Linked DNA regions of Hordeum vulgare: all the other regions are linked to region 1. The links are chromatin contacts, called in public Hi-C maps. All regions are on one chromosome and are shown on one strand. Each heading gives the region's core, a stretch centred on a gene start, on an enhancer-like site or on the middle of the called end of the contact. The rest is flanking DNA. Distances are from core to core; before and after follow the strand shown.

Evidence for each region. A called contact is a pair of places that touch in the nucleus more often than the background predicts.
Region 2: a contact with region 1 is called in a Hi-C map of leaf, with 2.2 times the contacts expected there. The contact joins the enhancer-like site here to the promoter of LOC123442893 in region 1. A contact is called at or near these places in 2 of 6 Hi-C or Micro-C datasets (leaf and seedling).
Region 3: a contact with region 1 is called in a Hi-C map of leaf, with 3 times the contacts expected there. The contact joins the promoter of LOC123439479 here to the promoter of LOC123442893 in region 1. A contact is called at or near these places in 3 of 6 Hi-C or Micro-C datasets (leaf and seedling) and 1 of 1 datasets of contacts at active chromatin or transcription factors (embryo).

What each region holds. Positions count from the first base shown.
Region 1 is chr3H:43,637,654-43,640,581 of MorexV3_pseudomolecules_assembly, forward strand. It overlaps LOC123442893 (protein ALWAYS EARLY 3-like), which reads right to left and starts at 1,531. Exons shown (of 16, transcript XM_045119070.1): 1 at 1,292-1,531; 2 at 117-260. The coding sequence starts at 224.
Region 2 is chr3H:43,185,019-43,187,946 of MorexV3_pseudomolecules_assembly, forward strand. No RefSeq gene overlaps it. Among protein-coding and RNA genes, the nearest start is that of LOC123442890, 97 kb to the left of the region's middle. Within about 2 kb of position 1,488, at least 2 of the 3 cell types and tissues checked have open chromatin away from gene starts, as enhancers often do. A contact at or near this core is called in leaf, where this site is marked.
Region 3 is chr3H:43,287,057-43,289,984 of MorexV3_pseudomolecules_assembly, forward strand. It overlaps LOC123439479 (protein IQ-DOMAIN 6-like), which reads left to right and starts at 1,375. Exons shown (of 5, transcript XM_045116191.1): 1 at 1,375-1,704; 2 at 2,214-2,504; 3 at 2,588-2,815. The coding sequence starts at 1,633.

The sequences.
Region 1 (2,928 bases), core at 281-2,780:
ATAACATATTATTTTAGAGTGCAGCGGTATCTTAAGAAAGGGGAAATGTGGTGTACTCGTGCTACAACTACTGGTCATCATAAATGAATCCATCATCAAGTCTTGCTATGCCTTACTTTAAGTTTCACATTGCTTGAACTAGTTGGATCCTCATGATGCTGTTGATCCTCATGTCTTTTTATTGTGATCTTGTGGATTGTCCGAGAACCTTTTGCTGGACCCATTGAAATCGTCTTTGAACAGAGACCCACCCAATATTGCTGCAAGCCAGAAAAGCAACCTCAGTATGCAGTAGTTTATAATGCATATACTTAATACATATGCAATTAAACAGTATTCACTAGTCAGATTTGGGCAACGAAGTTATCAGCTTCAGGGAAGGAGACCATAATGAAGAGTTCAACCACATCATCTAGACCTACTTAAGAACCAAAGCTGAAGAGGATTTCATTTAGGAAATCCACGCTTCGCAAGCTTTAATCAGGGAATCACACAGACTTTGAATCTCCTAGCCATGTTAGTACCCAAAAAAGGGTGAATTTTGATGGCCCGTAGCCAAAACCCTTGGTTGTCCATAGCAATGTAAGCAATAGCGAGTTAGATAAGATCTGCAAGTCGATGACAGAATTAATCCATGACTGGAAACGAAGAAGAAAATTGGTAAAAATAAATAAATTCGCAGATACTAATCGGAGAGGCAAGGGGAAACATGTGGCAAAAATCCAAGCCAAAATCGTAACAGCAGAGCGCAACCGAGGGGACATCTCATCAGAGATCGGGGCGCACAAAAATCACGGGTGAAATCCCCTCAGAACCTCAACAAACGAAACGACTTGGACCCATAAATCTCAGAGTTCCAAGCGCCCAGGCAAACCTCGCAATCAAATCTTCCACGGGAACTGGTTCTAAAAAATTCTAAACGGCCGAAGCACACATCTGCTCGTAGAGAAGAGACCATCTAAAACGTGCAAGTCAGAGCCCCGCAAAATTCCCCATCGCGTCTTCCCCAAGAGCAGCCCAAAAACGCCCCCACAGACCTCCCAGACGCGACCGAACCACCGAGAGAGAGAGAGAGAGAGAGAGGAGAAATCCGTGAAGGATGAAGCGAAAACACGCCAGGATATGACGAACCGAACAGCAAAAACACGACAGATTGCCCGCAAAATCGCCCCAAAGCCCACGGCGGAAATCCCAGCCGGGAAGCCTCGGCCGCCGACGGAAAACCCATCTCACCGGAGATTACGCCGACACCCTGCGAAATTCAACCAACCAATCCGCGGGCGAAGCTCACCTGCCTCGGATCTGGGGAGAAGCGCGCCCGGGCAGCGCCTCACGCGCAGCTCGGACGCCCCTGCACCGCGCGCGTGGACGACGACCGACGGCCGGGGACGTAGCGCCTGCTGCCCTCGGCCTCGCCGCGTCCACCGGGGAGGAGACGCGCCGCTGGGGGTCCCCGCGGCGGAGGCTGATCGGGGGCGAGGGAGGAGGCGGCGAGTGGGCGAGGTGGTCGGTTGTGTTTGCCTGTGGGGAAGGCTTGGCTTGGCTTGGCGGGCGCAGGATACAAGTAGAGGAGGAGGAGCCGAGCAGGGAAGGGAAGCCCGGGTGGGAGGGCGGATGTGCGAGGTGGGTGGGGCTTCGGGGGGGTAAACGCAAGTTTGCCCGTTTGAAAATTAGGGTCTGCGACGGAAGTGCTTGTTGTTTCGGTTTCAGGGACGCCGTGCGGCCTGGGCCTTGTTGGGCCGCCGCTTCGGCTTCGAAGGTGTGTTTTGGTTGGTGGGGAAGAAAGAAAAACACATGGCAATTGTTTTTTTTTTTGCAGCGATGCCCCCATGCTAGATGGTTATTATGTTACGTGGAAAGTTTGAGGACGCGTTTGGTTCTTGGCCGAATAGAGTTTGCCGCGCTTTTTCTAGCGCTAAACCGCGGGAAGCCGCACGACGTTTCAAAGACAATTCCGTTGCCAGAGCCGTTACATGGTTTTGAAAATACGAGAGTATACAACAATGTGAGGAAGTGGTCTAATAAAGTATGACACATTCGCGACAATGACCCATAAAACAAACAATGCTCAGCCAATGCGTGTGGCAAAGTAAAACATGACTATAGACCAAATGTGTCCTACAATTCAAGAGGTTGTGTAAAAACTACAAACTTATTACGTTATTAGGACATTGAGTTGGGATTCAAACACTTCCTAAAACTTCATCGACATGGGGGAGCCATTCCTCTTTTCTCACTTATCTATCTTCTCTTGCGTTTGAGTTTTCTTTCCTCGTTTCCTCAACATGCTCCTCCTCCTCTCTTCCATGTTGGCTTCGTCGACCGACGAGGAGGCGGGAGAGGGGATCAATCCCCTGACCCCGCCATGCCTATACTCACCATGTTTTCTGCATCCCAAGTGGTTGTGTTTTACCTATCTCAAATAATGAACCGGATCGTGTATCTTTCTTCCTTCCTCCACTCATCTCATCCATGGTGGTTGGAGAAGGATTCGGCAAGGCCGGGAGGAAGCAGATCCGGGCCCTGCGCCGGGCTTGGGTTGGTGTTGTTGTTGATTCTCATATTCGTATTCATGTTCTCTGCAATCTGAATGTCATCGTGGTGGTAGCATTTTCGGAGGTGGAGAGTTACTGGGTCTGAGGCCTAACTTCATGTTCTTTTCTTTCTTATCCCTTTTATCCCCTATCCTTTTCTCCAATTAGGTTCATGTATGTTGCTAGCCTCTTAGCTACATCTCTCTAGCATCTATCATGTTATGTTCTCTCACTACTCCCCTTGAGATCCAACAAGGATGGCTTGAGACCCTTTGGATGATTTCCTTTATTATTACATGGCTTAGGGCTCGGTCCCTCCCATCGATATTTTCTTCACCATCTTATGTGTTGGGAAGAGGCCATCTTTCTCCCATATATTTGCATCTGACCTGGG
Region 2 (2,928 bases), core at 238-2,737, 450 kb before region 1:
TATTGAATCAACCCAAACTTGTACATTATACTTTGTGGATAATATTGTGTGAAATCAATTGCTATAACTTATAACACAGAGTATTAATGTGTGTTTTATGTTCCTTCGACCATTAGATCACTTCTTACCGTACGATGAGCTTTGGGGTTGCTCAAACGTCATCTGTAACTAGGTGATCATAACGACAACTTACAGGTTCATCGGAAAGTTTGACAAGGAACTAGATAGCCCCAAGGGTGAAATACTCCCTCCTCATCATGTCCTCCGCTCGGATAATGACGATGGCCACCGGAGATGATTTGCCCCTCCGACAAGGTACTCGAAAGGCTCTAGATAGGTTTTATTCGATACGGAGAGTCACAACGGCGGAACGGAAGTTCTCTCCTAATCTTTTGAGGATTTTGGTATATATATAGGATTTCTCACTGTTGGAATTACGCCAACGGATCCATATGGGGACCACCACACAACATGGCCCATAGGTGGCTCACCTGTGGTGGTTCTTCGCTCCAATATTTCTTATATGTTCTACAAAAAATAATTAAAAAGTTCCGAACGATTTCAAAAACTATCATTTTGTGCACAAAAAATAGCACCATGATAATTCTGCTAAAAACAACGTCATTCCAAGTTAGTTCTAATTAAATCATACAAAATGCATCAAAATCATATATATGTATTGTAAACATAGAGTAATATTACATGAATACTTTATAAATTAGCGATAGCGAAAAAACAAAAAATGAAATAATTCAGCAAAAACAAAAACAACACGTGAATTCATAAAGTTCACGAATTTTGACATAAATCAAGAACTTGCCAAAAAGTTCATGGATTTTTCAGAAAGGTTCATTGATTTATTTAATTAATTGAATTTGATAGAAGTACAACATCATTAAAAAAATTCATCAAATTCAAATAATTATCATCCAACTAGAAAAATGTTCATTGAATTAGGAATAAAAATAATAAATTATGGAAAATTCTCATCAATATTTTAGAAAAGTTCATAAAATTGAAAAAACTCCATTGATTTTGAAATTCAGAAATTTGAATAAAAGTTCATGTATTATAGAAAAAACTTTTCATGAATTTGAAAAAAATTGTTCATGAACTAGAAAAAGGTTGACGAATATGAATAAAAGTTCATAGATTTTGGAGAAAATGTTCATCTAGTTTGAAGAAAAATTTCATAAATACTAAATAATCCATGCATTTTAAGGAAAAATAAAAAGGGAAATGGTAAAGGAAAACCAGATAAAAAATTACAGGAAAAAAACATGTATTGCAGAAAGAAATAAAATGAAATAAAAAAGCAAGTATTTCACAACCTATATCCGAGTGGTAGTTCGCAGTCCATTCAATTGTGAGGTTGCGAGTTTAAAGTTGGCAGCATGCAATTTGTTTGGCCGGCCCAGGTAAGAGCACCTTCAGCGTCCGTTTATGTGAGAATGCTGAAGGTGCCGAACAGGAAATGTTGACAAACCCTATTTAACGCCCCAGACGCCGGTTAAAGGCAAAATGTACTAACCGGCCCCTGCAACGCTCTGTAATGAGTCGGCCTGTCTAGATATTCATTATGAACTTTTATAGCCGTGAACTATTTTAGCGCGTGAACCCTTTTTTGAAATCGGTGAACTTTTTTGAAAATAGTTGTACTTTTTTTTTAGAATCGATGAACCTTTTTTTGTAATCGATGAACTTTTTTGAAAAATCATGAACATTTCTCGCTATCAGTGAACTATTTTTAAAAATTGATGAACTTTTTTTCAAAATCGATGACATTTTTTTTGAATTCTGTGAACTTTTTGAAAAATCGTGAACATATTTCCAAAAATCGGTGAACTTGTTTTTCATAATTATAGATTTTTTTTGGAAAATCTGAACTTTTTAAAAATTCTGTAAACTTTTTATACTTTTTTAATAACCAAGGAATTTAATATGGGCCGGCCCAAGAAGAGGGCCGATGCAGGCGCCCGTTCCCTGGTGGCGCTTGAGGCGCCACATAGGATGTCCCAGAAATGTTCGTTCAAACTGAAGCGCCAAATTTCCCTCAAACAAAAAAAATGTAGCGCCAAATCCATTCATGAATTCAAGAGACGTTCCGTAAAAAAAGGTTGACAGAGAAATGACGTTCTAGCATCAGTGACGAAGCCACTAATAAGTCGAAGGGATGTTTCCAGCCGTACGCCTATCTTGCTGAAATAAAATTCCAGATTTTTTCCTTTGGTTCTTTAAAAAATCCATAGATGTATTAGTGAAAGAACATGGATGTCGACTAGGAGGAGGAGAGATATGAATATATGCTTTAAAATAATTATGGTTAAGACTTAAACAATTACAAAATAAAACTAACGTTTAATTACTCAAGCACAAAACCTAAAATAATTAAGCTCATCTATGAACATCAACAACTTAAGCTAAGCAAAATAAACAACTAAGTGATAGCAAAATATATATCAAGAAACAATGGCTATCACAAAGTAAAGTGCATAGTAAAGAGCTCAGATAAGAGATAACCGAGGCACGCGGAGACGATGGTGTATCCCGAAGTTCATAGTCTTACAGATGCTGATCTTCGTTTGGAGCGGCGTGGAGGCACAATGCACCCTAAAAAGCCATTGGGGTCACCGTAATCTCCTCACGCCCTCACACAGTGCAAGATGTTACGATTTCACTAGTGGTGCTCTTAAAAGGCGGCAACCGAACCTTTATAAACAAGATTGAGGCAATCTCCACAACTTAATTGGAGACTCTCAACACCACCACAAAGATTCGCCACAATGCATTGTGGCTTCGAGGTGCAAATTGCTCGGGGCAATCTCCACAATCTAAGTGGAGACCGTGACGTTTGCCCGGAGATTTACACCATAATGATTGAGCTCTAAGGCATCATCAACCGTTTAGGGCCCCAAAGCACCCAATTGG
Region 3 (2,928 bases), core at 125-2,624, 350 kb before region 1:
GATAATAGAGTCAGCAGCAAATAATAAGTGAGAAACTGATGGTGCATTTGTACATATCCTCACACCTTCAATGCCACGAACCTCCTCTTTATGAGTCACAAGACTTGACAAACCTTTCGTACAAATCAGAAATAAATAGGAGGAAAGAGGGTCTCCTTGGCAGAGCCCTCTTTCAGGAATAAAAGAGTTTGTCTCCTGATTTTTGAACCTTACTTTGTATTTCACTGGACAAACGCAAGCCATGAGAAGCTCCACAAACTCGTGAAAAGCCAAGCGCAGCAGCATACTCTACTCCGTAGGAAATTCCATTCAACACGGTCATATGCTTTGTGCATATCCAGCTTCTCTACACAATAACACCATTTACCTTTCTTCTTGTTGTTTTTTCCTGATCGTATGCAAATGTGTGCCAGTACTGCTATTTGCCGCAAAGAGAGAGAGAGGGTGAAAGAGAGAGCATCGCCAAACCCCAAACAAACCCCCAAAGTGCCAAATCCACGCACAAAGGTAAAGAAAGGACCACACGATCACAGGATACGCAACCGGACCCGATTGACCCGTTCCATCCAAACCCCAGCCCCAAACCCAGGACGGACGAGGCCGCAAGCGCCAAAAACGTGACCACCGTATCCACCCGGCATCGCGCACTTGCGTTGCGCAACGAGACGCCGGCCCGGGCAATGGTCGTCAGCCGGACCGGACGGGCAGTCCACTGACCGCAAACCGCCGGTGCCAGTGCCAGTGCCAGCTTTTCTTTCTTGCACTCACTCTCTCAGCTCACGCGCACACGCAGGACTGCACAGTGCACACCCGGCCGGCTTTCGCAAGGACCCAGAAAAAGACGGGCAAAGTTGCGTGCCCCGCTCCTCTCCCCTCTCCCCGCCGGCGCCGTTCCCGACGCGACGAAACGCGAGACATTTTTCGGGACCAAACGAAACCAGAGCGCGCTCCTATGGCCGCGCCACACATGTCGCCACGCCCAACAACAGCAACCGGTTAAAAAGAAGAAAAACTGGAACAGTGGAGTGAAGTGAGAATCCAATGCGACGTGAAACGAAGCGAGTGATGGACGGGAGGGGGGAACCTCAAAATTTTTACTCTGAAAAATTCACATAGGATCCTTCTTGTGCTCCCCAACCGCATTGCTAGTACAGTATCCTATTTTTGCATTCTTCTTCGCTTCTCCTTTTTGTCCAGTAGCAGTAGCAGTGCTGGTATGTATTTGTTTGGGTGATTAGCGAGTGATGGGTGATTAAACAAAGCGGCGGTCGTGGCCGCGACGACGAGCTCGCTTTGGCTGGCTTTTGCTGCATGCATTGGCAGCATTGCATGCGTGTGCTTCGGGCAGTTCCCTTCCCTCCATTTCGAATTTCAAATCCCACCCGGCCATTCCCCCAACGTCAAGCCAACGCTCTCCTCCTCTCTGCCACTGCCACTCCACTGCCACTGCAAAGCCCCCCACACCGGGCTCTCTCGGAAGCGCACGCGCACGCAGTCGCACACACCTGTCTGCTCCGCCCCGCCTCCTTCGCTCTCCTCCTCCTTCTTGCCGTTTCTTTCCTCGAGACTCTCTCCTTCCTTCTCTCCGGCGGCCGCCGCTCTGGTGCTGTTCTTGGCGTGGAGGAGCGGGAGATGGGAGGGTCCGGGAAGTGGGTCAAGTCGCTCATAGGGCTCAAGAAGCCCGACAGGGAGGATTGCATCAAGGTGAGGCCACCCGCAGACTCGCGGCATGGCCGCTGCGCTTCTTGCTCTCTCCATCGATTCTTTGATTGGATGTGCAGAAACATTCCGTTTCGCACTTGATTTTTGTTGGTTTAGCTGCATCTAGAGCTCGTGTTTTTCCCGAAATAGATGAAGCAGGAGAAATTAAGATGACACCAAGATTGGTTTCCCTAACCCCATTGCCGGCAAAAATCCACTGCTCCCTAATGCCCACGCGATGTCTCTTTTCATTGTTGCGCACATGTGTCGTCATCAAGATGCAAATACCAACAGTGCTTTTCATCCCCCCTTGACTTGATTGTACTTTCTTGCTGCTTCCCTTCACAAGTATTCCTACCACGACCCGCCGAAGCAGGGTTATGATTGGCTCAAAATAGGCTTCTTGTTTTTCAATCTCCTTGGGTTAATCTCATCTGAGTGTTCATGCCGAGCTTCAAATCTCTTGCGGTAACAATGCCCGACATCCCCTCATTCCTCTGCTTCTCCTACAGAGCAAGCTGCTAGTTCCGTCCGTGCTTGGAGTTGGAGGCAAGGGCCGGAAGTGGAGGCTGTGGAGGACCTCCTCCGGCGACCACGGCTCCCTGTGGCGCGGCTCCAGAGGCGGCAGCCAACGGTCCGCGGCGTCCGAGGCCTCCGACGACGCCTCCTCGCTGGCCGCCGCCGCCGCCGACATGTTCACCGCCGCCCTCGCCACCGTCGCCCGCGCGCCCGCCAAGGACTTCATGGCCGTCCGGCAGGAGTGGGCCGCCATCCGCATCCAGACGGCCTTCCGCGGCTTCCTGGTACCAACCACTCTTCTCGGGCTGCATCTGCACGGCGACTGCGCGCGCTCTGGATTGCACGCTGAGTGTTTGTGTTTCTGCAGGCGCGGCGGGCGCTGCGGGCGCTCAAGGGGCTGGTGCGGCTGCAGGCCATCGTGCGCGGCCGGCAGGTGCGGAAGCAGGCGGCGGTGACGCTCCGGTGCATGCAGGCGCTGGTCCGCGTGCAGGCGCGCATCCGGGCGCGCCGCGTGCGCATGTCCACCGAGGGCCAGGCCGTGCAGAAGCTCATCCAGGCTCGCCGCACCAAGCTCGACATCCTCCGGGAAGCCGAGGTTACCTCTCTGTCCTGTGTCCTCCTCCACGTATCTTGCAAATGTAGGATCTTCAGCCATCTTTGCTTATTCGAGTGTTTGACTGTTTTGTCTGGACAAAATTTGAACTTTCA